3 separate regions of the Mus musculus genome follow, and regions 1 and 3 are each linked to region 2. The links are chromatin contacts, called in public Hi-C and HiChIP or PLAC-seq maps. All regions are on one chromosome and are shown on one strand. The core of a region is the stretch at or near the end of the contact, and the rest is flanking DNA. Distances in the headings are between cores, read along the strand shown. Region 1 overlaps Peak1 (pseudopodium-enriched atypical kinase 1). Region 2 has its middle 75 kb from the start of Gm31529. Region 3 overlaps Hmg20a (high mobility group 20A).

Region 1 (4,739 bases), core at 283-2,782, 120 kb after region 2:
TGCATCCACAGTGAGCGAGGCCCTCGCCATCAATAACAAAATAAGAAAATGCCCTCCACGCTTGCTTGCAATAGCCCAATCTTATGGAGGCGTTTTTTTCAATTGAAGCTTCCTCCTCTCAGTTGACTCGAGCTTTTACTAGCTGACACAGGCAGTTTATATCATGGTCCCCACATCTGTGGGACAATAGATCCATGGGTAGTCCCAGAATCTATACATATTGGTTTTTCTTATTAGAGATATTTCTTTTCCTTTTTCATCTAAAGGAGGTATCAAATATTCCTGTAGCATACCCACATTTCCAGCATCTTCTGCTTTAAGGCCATCATGAAAGTGAAGGAAGAGTTACTGGAACACAAGCACTGAGCACTGCTAAGACAGTGGTTCTATGACTACTGAGTGAGTAGCATGTACTGTGAGGACACTGTGGGCAAAGAGCAGAGTGGGAAGATGTAAGATCTCATACTCAGAGCGTGCAGAGTTTAAAACTCACATGTTAACCTGCTTGGCTCCATGTATAGATTTTTAGTTTTCTTTGTGTGTTTTTAAATGATAAATTGAAAATCTAGTACCATTCAAGGAAGGTATACTCAATTCTTCAGTAGATATTCACCAAATTAAATTTTGGATTTCTGTTTTTAACTGACATCCTGACTTAAGTTTGCACTTGGAAGAAGGGCATTGTTGCGGATTCCTCTGCTCGAGAGCATCTAGAGCCGGTGCCTGGCAGCAGGCAAGGGACAAGAAAGGACAAAACACACTATTTTGTGTTTGCAGTTTCTGCACTAAAATTTGAGTCTAGTTAAGTTCTGTTCATTCTGATCAGTACTAAGTCAACTAGTATTGAGTTCACCAATATATTTTTATTATTAAGGTAAATAATTTGATTGGGATTTTACCTTCCTGATTCCAGCTGATGACTTCTATTTTTATTTGCAGTCTACATGACATGAAGTTGAATTGTTTTGTTAAAAAAGCTTTTTTTTTTTTTTTACATTTTTGTAGGTAGTGGTGTGTGTGTTTGTATGGTGTGTGTGTGTGTGTGTGTGTGTGTGTGTGTGTGACTTATAGTCACTAATATAGTCTATACTGGTTTTGAATTTGTGATTCTCTTGCCTCAGCCTGTCTCTAGTGCTGAGATTCTAGGCATGCACCTTCACACCTTGTTACAGTTTTAGTTTTTTATTCTAAGTATGTTCTTAGGATTGGCAGATTTTAGAGATAAAGCCAGTAAAAGTATACAGAGAGTACATTTAGAAAATGCATTTAAATGGTGGGTTTGCAGTCATCTAATCTTAGTGCTTAACAAACATTTCAAATGTTGAGAATCTTAAACCACAGTTCTGTGTTTATTAAAACCAACTTCCTGAAACATGTATGAAAACTATATTGCATATGGCACATTAGTTTCTTGTTACTCTGATAAAATACCTACTAAAAGCAACCGAAAGGGGTGTCATTTAGCTCAGTGCAAGGGTTCAGTTTATCACACATGCCAGTGAAGTGCTGGCAGCAGGAGCTCAAGTTAGCTCGGCACACTGTTAGCAGTCAGGAAGCAGAGAGAGGCGAACACTGCTGCGCAGCTGGCTTCCTCTCTATTCAGTTCAAGATCCCAGTGCATGAAATGATGCTGCCCAGTTAAAGTGGGTCTTTCATTTCTTCAATTAACCTAGATAACCCCTGACAGGTGTATCTAGAGGCTTGAAAGAAGAAAGAAAGAAAGAAAGAAAGAAAGAAAGAAAGAAAGAAAGAAAGAAAGAAAGAAAAGAAAAGAAAAGAAAAGAAAAGAAAGAGAAAACCAGAAAAAGGTGATTATAGATCTGTCAAATTGACATCCAAGAGTAACATCACAGCGGGATTGCAGTGGGCTTGAGGCTGTAGCTGTAGTCTTTTTTTTTTTTTTTTTTCTTTCTTTAATTGGTTATTTTATTTGTTTACATTTTAAATGTCCCCTTCCTGGTCTCCCCTCTGCAACTCCCCCACATCATCCCTCCTCCTCCCTGCTTCTAAGAGAGTGCTCCCCCACCTATCCACTCCCACCTTAGAGCTTTTGCATCCTCCTATGCTGGTGCATCAAGCCTCCACAGGGCCAAGGGCCTCCCTTCCCATTAATGCCAGATAAGGCCATCTTCTGCTACATATGTATCTGGAGCCATGGGTTCCTCCATGTATATTCTTTGGTTGGTGGTTTAATACTTGGAAACTCGGGGGTGGGGGGTGTTGAGGAGGGCAGGTCCGGTTAGTTGATATTGTTGTTTTTCCTATGGGATTGTAGTCCCCTTTAGCTCCTTCAGTCCTTCCCCTGGCCCTTCCATAGCTCTACTGTGTATCTGTAGTCTTTAGATGTTATTTTTCTTGAACATTCCTTTTGCTTTCCACACTAATTGCACACTAACTGTACAGCTGTCTGTCTACTCTGTAGTCAGCTACCATATTTTGTTGCATTTTTTAACAGTTATCCTACTTAAGAAGATCCCCACAACAAAAAAGCCACCACAAAAAAGTCCCACTGTGGACTCACTGTGTAGCCTAGGCTGCCCTGGAGCTTGCAGTGACCCTTGTGCTGTCCCCATCCCCAGTGCCGCAGATGTAAGTGTGCACTACTATATCTGGCTGTAAACACACTTTATATCTCAGCATTTTGATAATTTAGAAGATAATGTATGAGTACATTTTCTAAGTGGATACATGAACATAAAGTGTTTAAAGATTTGTCTTAGCAGTAGTATGAATATTAATAAAAATTCCTTTTGGAGATTGGATGAGCCCTTTGATCCTTACATGGAAAGTCCTCTGTGCAGTTATTTAATCCCCGTTGGATTTTCTCTTAAGAAGCTAGTGGCCATATTCCAGATGTGCTTACAACTTTCTAGTGAGTAGGAAGAATAGATAGAGTAGAAGACGAAGAGGGAAGCAGCAGTGTGGCCAGGCCGAGCAGAGTGCTAGATCTAAGTCATGTTGGTACCTAGAAGATGGCAAGCATTCACCAGTGAACCGACAACACTGCAGAGGTTTTGATTAGGGAGAGGGCAAGCAAGCAAGAGTGTCACATGAATACGTGGAGGTCAGAGGTCGGTTCTCTCCTTTCTTGGTGGGTTCAGGGATTAGGCTTACTTTGTCAGGCCTGCATAGCCATCTTGGTAGCTCACCTTCTGAGAACTTTGGTAGGTAAAGGAGGAAAAGTCATTTTACTTGTATGATTGGAGGGTTATGCTTCAGGCTCCAAGTTTCTGGGAGAAGGTGAGTTTAATTTATCACATCGGCAAGGAAAAGTGGCGTGGGAAAGGATTGGGGCGTCAGGTGATGACAGTTCTGAATGCTATGAAGTCTCCCCTGGATGGTAACTGTGGAGCGTCTCAGACTGATTTATTATGCTTGTCTGTTAGCCACTTTGCTCTCACTGAAGTAAAACTAAAAAAAAAGTGGGGGAATGGAGCCTTTTTGTGTTTCATTATCTAAGAATTCTTCTTTTTTCTTCTTTTCTTTGGTATGTGTGATGTAAAGAATATATGAAGATTATCCTAAAAGATCTAACATTAGGCCTAGAACTGTAACTCAGTTGGTTAGAGTACTTGCCTACCATGCATGAAGCCCTAGATTTAATCCTTAGCACTACACAAACACAAGGCCAGCCTGGGATGACGTGGTCCTGTCTCAAACAAACAGTCAAACACAAAAATCCCCTGACATTAGGAATTCAATGCTCCTAGGTTCTTATTCTAGTTTCATTAATTTTGGCAAGAGTGTGTGATCTCTCTTAGTGTCACATCCAGGTCAGAAGGAATTAGATCTTTTGATTGTGTTTTGCCCTGACTGTTAGTGAGGGTAGGGGTAGGTGGGTAAGGACAGGGTAGAGGTAAGTGCACCCAGAGATGAGGAGGCAAGCTAATTGCCATCAGAGCAGCAGTAAAGACTAAATGAGTGCCTTTAATTTGCTCTTAAGGTATTTGGGGAGAAAATGCCAGGAGAATTAGTGTAATTGAAAAAGATAATTTTCCTGGTGATTGAATTTGAGACACTCTGTAACCTGGATGAAAGAAGTTGATCTGTGCTTCACAAGTGAACTCTTCAGGTTCCCTTTCTTCCATCAGACAAATTAGAAAAGTAATTACTGTCTTGTATCTACCTATTTCCCATGTAAACCAAATTGATAATAAAAATGGAGAGTGTATTGGAAAGATCAGATTCAGCTCTTCTTTACTGTTCTTAAAGCTGCTCCCCTGTTCTCTTTGGATCAGCCGTCACCTCGTATTCCATTGCTTTTCTTGCTTCTCTTGTTTTCCAGCTGTGGTCCTAGATGATTTTGTGTAGTTTTGATCTTTTTTTTTTAAAAGGTTTGTGTCTTTCATTTTTTAACGTGTGTGTGTGTGTGTGTGTGTGTGTGTGTGTGTGTGTGTGTGTATGTATGTATGTATGTATGTGTGTGTGTGCACACCTATGTGAGTTTATGTACATCACCTGCATGCAGGTGCCTGCAGAGGTCAGAAGCAGGCATTGGGTCTCCTGGAACTGGAGTTCAGGCCAGCTATGAGTTGCCATGTAGATCCTCCATCAGAGCAAAAAGCTCTCTTAACCACTGAGCCATCTCCAGCTCCAAATGTTATTAATCTTAAAGCATGATTTTCACTGTGATGTCCTTACTTAAAAATCCACAGTAGCATTCTTCTGTCTCTCAGAGAACCTCTGTGATGGTCTCAGAAAAGGGAGAGAGCTGGAGGCTCAGAATGTGCTTGGTAATT
Region 2 (4,592 bases), core at 53-2,552:
CTGCCCTGGCACTTTCTCTTGCAGAGGAGGGGCTCGGGGGAATGCAGCCAGGAATTTAGATGCTATTTATTGTATTTCCTTTTATCAGTCAAATGATTTTCTTATTTCCCACGTAGATAAAGATCTTGCGCTCCCAGCTTCGGCTTGTTGACCTTGTCAGGACCGCTGTGCTGTCTGGAAATTGGTCCCAGAGAGAGAGAGAAGGGCATTGTTGTTAGGGGCTGTTTGGTGGTTTGGGTTTTCAGTCCTCCCAGCAGAGAGGAGCTCAGTTTGCCAAAAATAAACAAATAAAAATCTTCCCCTCAAAACAGAAACTGATTGTCTTATGCCTTCTATTTTTCTCTTGCAAAACTGAAAGGTTGTCCAATAAGTTTGCTTCAGTAGCTTTCTGCACCTGGCTTGGGAGCTTGGGCAGCGCGCGCGCGCGCGCGCGCGCGCACACACACACACACACACACACACACACTTCTCTCCCTCCCCTCTTTCTTCCTCATTTCTTTTCCTTCACCGTTTCCCTTCCTTTCTCCTCCTCTCCCTCTCTTCTTCCTCTTTATCTCCCTCCTTCTCTCTCCCTCCTCCCTCTCTTCCTCCCTACGCCCTTCCTTTTCTCCCATTTTCTACCTCTTTCCTCTCTCCTTCTCCCCTTCTCTCCTTCTCTCGCTCTCTGTCGTTTCCCCTCCCTCAACCCGGCGAATCGACTCTGGCAGTGCTGCAGAGCCTTCTTCTTGGCAGGAAACAGGGCAGAGGGCGGGGCCTCCCTCTGTCTGTGTTGCCAGCTCCTGGAGGTGGAGATGCCAGTATGCCTGAGCTGAGCCATGGCAGCTTCCACTCTGCTGGAAGCCTCGGAGGCAGCCAGGCCTCTGCCAGCGCCTTCCAAGGGCACAATGAGGCCACAGGGCTGCCTCTCGGCCAGAGGCCTCCTCGTGGGCACGCTGCCCCTATTGTCTCGCCTGGCTTGGGATTGCTGGCTAGGTTCTCATGCAGAAGTCAGCGCCACTGCCTCTCACCTCGGAACTAGCTCAGCAGATGCTGCGGGAGGCTGGAGTTTTATAGCAAATCCTCATTTTTGGCTGGCTCGCAGCTACAGAACATCAAAAGAACCAGCTAGTCCGAGGGCAGCCAGCCTCTTGCAGGCTCGCAGTGGGAAGAAAAAGGAGGTGCAAGGCCTCCAGCATGCCACGGTGAGCCAAGGTTTTAACCAGGAACTTGCTTTCCAGACCCCTCGGGTCCTTTCCCTCCACCGCGGTGCTGTCTGATCTGGACAGCAGAGGGCGCTGCTTCCTCTGACAGCACAGCGACCCAGTCTGGCTTCCCACATCTGGAAATGGGCTCTACCACTCTTACGAAATACCAGAGAGCCGGGGATCTGTCTGTGTGAGACGTGCTGGCACCCGAATGCACACGCATACACATCATGAATTCCACTTTCTCATGAGTTAGATTTCCCGTGAAGAGCGCTTGTGGAATGTGGGGAATTTGCCTTGCCAAGGCGGCCAGCACATCCTATTCTTGGGCTTGTCTGGCCCAGGTTGGAATGCTTGGATGGACCACCCTCTGGTCTGAAGCCTTTACCCTCCCCTCCCACGTGGAGAGGGGAAGAAAAATGGGAGACCTCCCAGATCTTTTTCTCAAGGGAAGAAAATTAAAAATGTTCAGCGCTGACCTTATAGGCCTTCCTGATGAAAGCAGATGTGGACAGCCAAGCAGCTTCCTAATTACAAGAGATTAGGAACGCCAAAGTGACAAGCCAAGGATGGAGGAGGACAGGGCTGAAGCCAGCCAAAAGCCCTCGTTGCTATTCTGAGTCTGCTCTCCAGACTTCTGAAAGCTGCATGCATTTAAATGTCCACATTTTCTGCAGAAGCCAGAAATCTCTACTTCTCTTGGCCAAACAACACATCAGTCTAATATGGTGTGAGAGAAATATGTTACATTCTTTTATGAACAGAATGTTAACATCAACCAGAATCAATATTTATATCCAAGAACACAATGAACTGGCTTGTTTTGGACTGCACGAGTTTAAGACTGGGACATTGGGAAAGAGTGGGGGGCCCTTCCCTCCCCACCCCTGAAAGACAGACAGGCTGAGGCTCAGGCATCCCAAAAGCGTTCTGCTTGGAAGTCTGGCCTTGGGTCCTTTCCCTGCCCTGCAGGGCTCCTGTCTCTTGGGATTGTAAGAAGAAACCAGAGCAGCAGGCGAAGCCGGATTCCATGATGAGGTGCAGGATGTGAACCCGCATCCTGTAGGCAGGTCAAGGCCTCCTCCTGTCAAGCTAGGAGAGAAGGGCCAGGGCCAGGCCTGCATCCGGCCTTTCCTGCTGAACTCAGACTACTAGGTGCTGACACAGGACAGAGGGACACTCGGAAGCTGACAAGGACCAGAAGGGAGTGTTGCCCCTATGTAGGTGGATTTTTTTTTTTTTTTTTTTTTTTGGACCAGGCAGTTACTTTCAGGTGAGGCAGGGGCTGGGAAAGAGGCCGAAGCATCCCTACCTCCATCAAATAAATGTCTTTATTCCTTCACATTGACTTTTTTTTTTTCTTCCAACTTTTCCTCCTCTGGAGTCAGCTACTTGCTCCCTGCATGTAAAATCTTTACCTAATTAAAACAAAAACAAAGGTCTTTCCCAGATGATCTTGTGTTTCCTGGCAACACTGAATCTCAAAAGGGAACTTCCTCTCCACCCTCGCAACCCATGGACTCAACGGGGGCTCCTTTTCCCCAGCAAACCAGCCCTCTTGGTTTTGTGATGAGGCACTGAGTACTAGACCCTTGCAGCAACCGCACTTGTCTCTCATTAAATACCTGCAGCTCATTACTGCATACCCTGCAGCAATCCTCACTGCCTTAATAGACGAGATCTTCAGGAACGATCCTTTGGTTGAGAGTGAAGATTAAGGCATGATTAATCTTGGCCCCCTTTAACTGTGGGTCAAGTCTTCAGAGTGGGAAACCCCTCGGGGCATGACCACAGCTGATAATCTTTTTGTAGTCTCCAGCCTTTCCCCAGGTGTTTAGTTGCTGCCCCGTGCTTGGCTCATCCTGTAGCCTTCACCCAGATCTTTTCTATCTTGAGACAGGGTCTCACTCTGTAGTGCTAGCTGGCCTGGAACTCACTATGGAGATCAGGCTGCTTCAGCCTCCTGAGTGTTGGGATGCTAAGCCTATCCTGCCATGCCCAGCTTTTCATACAGTTCCAAGAGACAAACAGGAAACATCCCAAGCACACTTGCTATAAAATCAGCCAACATAAACAGATACTGCCACGCCAGAGGAACGTCTGGAGTATTCTTTCCAGATGCACAAGTTCCCTTGTTGAATCTCTTGCAGGAAGCATATGCAAGAACAGGCTCTAATAACTGCAGAGATGCTAGCTGATCTAAGCTAGCTAGAAAAGCTCCTCTGTCCATGTGCTCTTCTGGAGTCAAGGGAAGGGGAGCATAGTCATGGTTGGGGTAAAGCAAAGTTTGAACATGAAATCTTTACCAGGGGCAGGAGAGCTCATAGGTGACCTGGCTCCCTGTAAGTCTACCCCGTGTTACTCCATGTCCAAACTTAGCTCTCAAGAGTAGCCCATTAACAGAGATGCTTTGGCACTTCTTTACAGTAAACGAACACACCACAAAGACCTTGCTTCCAGCCACTTCTATCTGCCCCAGCCTGCCTTCCCCCAGCTCTCCAGAGGGCCTGCCCATCAGAGCCTCTCTTCCCACCCCGCCCACCTATAACCCCTGCTGCATTTTGCTCTTTCTTTATCTCTCTCTGGGATTACAGGCATTCTCCACTCTGCCCATCTTAGACATGTTATTTATGGCTTTGTGGGGGAGCACAAGCATGTCTATATGACACACTTTAAATATTTTGATAGCTATCTTCTAATATAGTGGATTTCTTAACATTTTTTCATGTTATTTTGAGACACCGTGTAGCCCTGGCTGGCTGGGAACTTTGTAGACCAGGTTGGTCTCAAACTTGGTGAGATCCACCTGTCCCTGGCTCCTGGATGCTGGGATTAAAGACATGTGCCTGCACATCTGGCTAACTTCTTCTTTTTTGTAATGTAGTTGAAAACATTGCTTCTAGAAGGGCTGATCCATACATAGCCCCTACTGGATTGCCACAGGGATTCATGACAAAAAAAACCAAAAAAAGACTATGATCCTCTGAGCTAGTTTATTATCTTCTCATGCTATTGCTTTGCAAAACCAGCTGTGATTATTTTTCCCTCTGCTACAAAATAAGGTCCCTTAGCATGGCGTTTGGTGCTTATTACAACCCACTTCCCAAACACTTCACTGTCTGCAGTACCTGCCCCCCCCCCCCCCATCACTCTGTCAAGCGCTCTACCACAGAGCAACCTGGCCATTTCTAGTTTCTTTTAAAAAGCCCCCTATGGACCTCCCTGTAGCACAACCATCGAAACCTTCCTTTGTATTTTCCAGGACTCTCTGCTCACAGCTGTTTGATCACTTATCAGACCCCACTGTAGCTGGCTTCCGTGTCTTTGTTTTTATTGTTGTACTATGAACTAGCTCCCAGAGGAGAGGGACTTCCTCAGCTTTCCACCCAAAGTGCATGGAAATGTCCA
Region 3 (4,203 bases), core at 894-3,393, 73 kb after region 2:
AGTACAGGTTTCTGTTGACTACTACACTGAGAAATAGTGAGGCCGGACAATAGCTCCAACTTTTAGAGCATATGGTCAAACTGACTTCCATAATCGTTGGAATAGTTCACGAACCTACCCAGAAGCATGAGTCGCATTTGATCTACATCTTTAGTTCTTGACACTGTCAGTCTCATTTGTGTTGGTGATTTTGTAGTTTTGAGACAAGGTCTCACTATATAGCCACAACATGCCTTGAAATTCACTATGCAGACCAGGCTGTTCTAAGTTTGGAAGGATTCTCCTGACCCAGCCTCCTCAGTGGAAGAATTACAGATACCATCACCCTGGGCTATTGCCACTCTTTTTAATTTTAGCCATTACAATGGGTATGCAATGGTTTCTCACTGTGGCTTACATCTGCATTTATCTTATACAAATATGATCATTATAAGCCTTTGAATAGTTTCTTTTGTGGAATGCTTATTTAAATATTTTATCTATTTTAATGTTTGATTGTCTTTTTATACTACTTGTGAGAATCTTACAAGTCCTTCGTTGGCCCAGTTGTCAAATAATATAAAAACAGACTGACCTTAGAAACATATTTAATCATTAAAAACGCCTTTAATCTCAGCATTTGGGAGGCATAGGCAGGTGGATCTCTGAGTTTGAGGCTAGCCTGGTCTATAAAGTGATTTCCAGGACAGCCAGGGCTATACAGAGAAACCCCATCTTGAAAAACCATCCCCCACCCCAAACAAACCCCAGAAAAACCAACATTGTGCAGTTTTGGCATTAAGGCTTTGTCAATCCAGTAAAACAAGTTATATTCCACAGAAGAGTAAAGCTGAGGTCATTTTTCTTTAAAACACTTTTTGTTTGCTTTTTGAGACAAATTCTTAGTATATAGCCCTGGCTGGCCTCAAACACACAGAGTTCTGCCTGCCCCTGTCCTCCAAAGTGCTGGGATTCAAGGCATGTGCTGCCATGGGTGACCTAAACATTTTTTAAGAATTCACTGATAAAGTCATCTAGGCTGTAGTTTCTTCAGGAAGATTTTAATTGGACTAAATTTAATTAGTAGATAAAAATGAGTATTCAGATATTCTAATTTTGGTGACATGTGTTTAACAAGTTGTACATTACACTTAAAAATTAAAATCTATTCATATGAGGTTGTTCCTATCTCTTTACCTTTTAAACATGTAGCATATATATGTAAAAAGACCATCCTCTTTTCATCCACATGTGGTGGCTCACGGCTCCTGTCTATAATTCTGAGTATCATGGTTAGATACTTGTCTCAACAACTGAAAACAAAGGTATGTTTCCTTTTTCATTCCTGATAATGGAAATTTAAGCACCCCCCTCCACCTTGATTGGTATTGCTAGAGGCCTATATATTTTCTGAAAGATTTCAAAGAACACATTTTTGGCTTTTTGTCTCTATTTAATTTATTTCTACTTTTTATTATTTCCCTTCTTCAACTTGTTTGGGTTTGGCTTGCTACTTTTCCCTAATGACATCATTAAAGCACTGATGTTTGATGTTTTTCTTCTCTAATACAGGCACTCAAGGCTGTCAATTCCTACTAACAGCTCTACCTAACTTACATGTAGCTTGAGGTGTCATGTCTTCATTATCATTGTTACCAGTGTGCCTCTAATTTTCTCTTTGCTCCACTTACATTTATTCTAGACGTCCCATCATTTCCCCTATGCCTCTGCAATAGTTTTGAATTGCAGCTTTAACAAATCATTTAAGACTATTAGCTTAATGTAACATAAATTTATTTTCTTATACTTCTGGACCCTGTGTAGCAAAATGCTTTGAGGAAAAAAAATAAATTTAGAGTATTGGTTTCTTATGCTTCTCTGTGGGAGTTCACCCTCTTATGCCCTTGCTTTTGTGGGTTCCTTTCCCAAAGTCCAGTATTTCTTCATTTATGATGGCTAATACTGAAAGCTTACCAGCCCTAGAATCACCGGGGACAAATCTCTAGCACGCCCCTGAAGGAATTTCTGGATTAGGTTAATTGAGCTGGAAAGACCTATTCTAATGCTGGAGGCAAAATTCCACTGAGCGGATCCAGATAACTAAAAGGTTTGGTCTCTCTTGGCTTCCTGATGTGGACGCAATCTGAGTAGCCTCAAACTCTTGCTGCCAGGCCTTCCCTGAAATGTTGGACCACATCCTGGAGCTATAAGCTCCAAGGCCTCCCTTCCTTAAGCTGCTTTGGTCAGGAGTTTTGATGCAACAACAAGAAAAATAATTAACATACCGTGTCCATGGGACCTAGAGAAGCCCTGCTTCTACAGAGGTCCTCTGTTAATCTGACAGATTGTTTAATCAAAACATTTAAGCATTCTTTCTATTTTTCTCTTATGAAAGGTGAAAAATAATAGCTTCAACAAGTTTCTTGTGAGAACATGAAAAATTAAATGTAAGATGTATGACAGCAAAACCACTGAGGGCTTACGATGAGTAGACACTTCTGATTAATTTAATAAATAGCATTACCTCTTTACTTTTCATAAAATTTCATTATTTTTCATTATTTTTATCCTCTCTCTGTTTGTGTGTGTGTATGTTTTACATATGTGTAGATGTAAGAGAACAACTTTCAGGAGGTAGTTCTCACTCTCCACCAGCTGCGTCCTGGAAATAATCGTGGTCACCAGGCTTAGCCATAAATACCTTTACATTGAGCCAGCGCCCCACTCCCACCTCTTTCCTTTGTAAGATCACATACTAGCTAGTGACATACAGCTAGGATGTGACTCCAGAGCAGTATTTCTCAGTAACAATGCTTTCTGTAATATTGTTTCAATACTGTCCCTGACACAAGGAATCAACCAGTAACTAATTATAATACAAAAATATAACTTTTAGAAATATATGTTAATCCCAGTTTTTCTATTTTGTTTTCCTCTATATTTAATTTTCTCTTTTTGTAAAAATGTCTTATTAACATCTTTGATGTATTTCAAAAGAAATCACTGGGGAAAATAAGAAGATATGTAATATTTACTTAGCCACTTGCTGGATACTTATATGTTTTTACTTTTTAAATTTATTCGCTGTTATTTTTATGTGTATATGTAGGGATGGGTACACATGTACATGTGTACACACATGGAGGGGGGCCAGAGGTTAATAATAGTTTTCCTCAATTTCTTTCCATATAATCTTTTAAGATAGGATCTCTCTTGCAAGCTGAAGCTTATCCATTCAATTAAGATTGGTTGGCCAAGACGTCCCAGGATTCCTCCTGCCTGTCTCCCCAGGCTGGAATCTGGGACTTCAGGTAGCACTGCCACACCCAGCCTTGAGGTAGTTGTCAAAGATCACTTTACAGACTGTTTCCTTCCCAGCCTCTCAATTGCTTTCAAGACAATGTATCAATGTAACATTTTATGTCTTCTATCTTTTGCCGCAATATTTTTCAGAATAAATTATAAATGTAATTATTGGCTTAATAGTATGGACATTTTATTAATGCTGATACCCCAGGTATACTGCTTCCCAAAAAAAGCTGTAGTAGTTGTGATGCTACCAAAAACAACAATTAAAGGTTTAATTAAGAGAACAGAAATTAAAACTATAAAGTATAAAAGTAAAGGACACATGGAGATGAGAAAGCAGTAGGAGAAATGAATCGAGGTTGAGAAAGACAAGTTGAAGTAGTTGGATATGTTTTTTGTGAAGCAGAATATTTCAATTGAAGGGGAAGGGATACAAGAAGAGGCCTAGTTTTATTGAAAATTGTCTTAGTCAGGGTTTCTATTCCTGCACAAACATCATGACCAAGAAGCAAGTTGGGGAGGAAAGGATTTATTTGGCTTACACTTCCATACTGCTGTTCATCACCAAAGGAAGTCAGGACTGGAACTCAAGCAGGCCAGGAAGCAGGAGCTGATGCAGAGGCCTTGGAGGGATGTTCTTTACTGGCTTGCCTCCCCTGGCTTGCTCAGCCTGCTCTCTTATAGAACCCAAGACTACCAGCCCAGAGATGGTCCCACCCACAAGGGGCCTTTCCCCCTTGATCACTAATTGAGAAAATGCCTTAGAGTTGGATCTCATGGAGGCATTTCCTCAACTGAAGCTCCTTTCTCTGTGATAACCCCAGCTGTGTCAAGTTGACACAAAACTAGCCAGTACAATTGACCCCTTGTCAACTTGACACACAAACACGTCACTAGTAAGCCTCAACCCTTACA

Evidence for each region. A called contact is a pair of places that touch in the nucleus more often than the background predicts. HiChIP or PLAC-seq counts read pairs in DNA pulled down with a chosen protein or histone mark.
Region 1: an H3K27ac HiChIP or PLAC-seq map of regulatory T cells shows a contact between it and region 2, with 2.7 times the contacts expected there. The contact joins two enhancer-like sites. A contact is called at or near these places in 2 of 15 datasets of contacts at CTCF or cohesin (the G1E-ER4 cell line and the NIH/3T3 cell line), 12 of 484 Hi-C or Micro-C datasets (B cells, CD4 T cells, the G1E-ER4 cell line and 9 more), 13 of 115 datasets of contacts at active chromatin or transcription factors (CD8 T cells, the HPC-7 cell line, acute myeloid leukemia and 7 more) and 1 of 9 other capture datasets (embryonic stem cells).
Region 3: a Hi-C map of trophoblast stem cells shows a contact between it and region 2, with 2.0 times the contacts expected there. The contact joins two enhancer-like sites. A contact is called at or near these places in 2 of 15 datasets of contacts at CTCF or cohesin (CD8 T cells and the NIH/3T3 cell line), 26 of 484 Hi-C or Micro-C datasets (the BV-2 cell line, the C2C12 cell line, CD8 T cells and 21 more), 20 of 115 datasets of contacts at active chromatin or transcription factors (CD8 T cells, the HPC-7 cell line, T-cell acute lymphoblastic leukemia and 15 more) and 4 of 9 other capture datasets (adipose tissue, embryonic stem cells, liver and 1 more).

Annotation. Positions count from the first base shown.
Region 1 is chr9:56,387,739-56,392,477 of GRCm38.p6, reverse strand. All of the region lies in intron 1 of Peak1 (pseudopodium-enriched atypical kinase 1), which reads left to right. Among named protein-coding and RNA genes, the nearest start is that of Peak1, 28 kb to the left of the region's middle. Within about 2 kb of position 1,532, at least 5 of the 459 cell types and tissues checked have an H3K27ac peak or open chromatin away from gene starts, as enhancers often do. A contact at or near this core is called in regulatory T cells, where this site is marked.
Region 2 is chr9:56,502,836-56,507,427 of GRCm38.p6, reverse strand. No RefSeq gene overlaps it. Among named protein-coding and RNA genes, the nearest start is that of Gm31529, 75 kb to the left of the region's middle. Within about 2 kb of position 1,302, at least 268 of the 459 cell types and tissues checked have an H3K27ac peak or open chromatin away from gene starts, as enhancers often do. A contact at or near this core is called in regulatory T cells and trophoblast stem cells, where this site is marked.
Region 3 is chr9:56,430,786-56,434,988 of GRCm38.p6, reverse strand. All of the region lies in intron 1 of Hmg20a (high mobility group 20A), which reads right to left. Among named protein-coding and RNA genes, the nearest start is that of Hmg20a, 14 kb to the right of the region's middle. Within about 2 kb of position 2,143, at least 4 of the 459 cell types and tissues checked have an H3K27ac peak or open chromatin away from gene starts, as enhancers often do. A contact at or near this core is called in trophoblast stem cells, where this site is marked.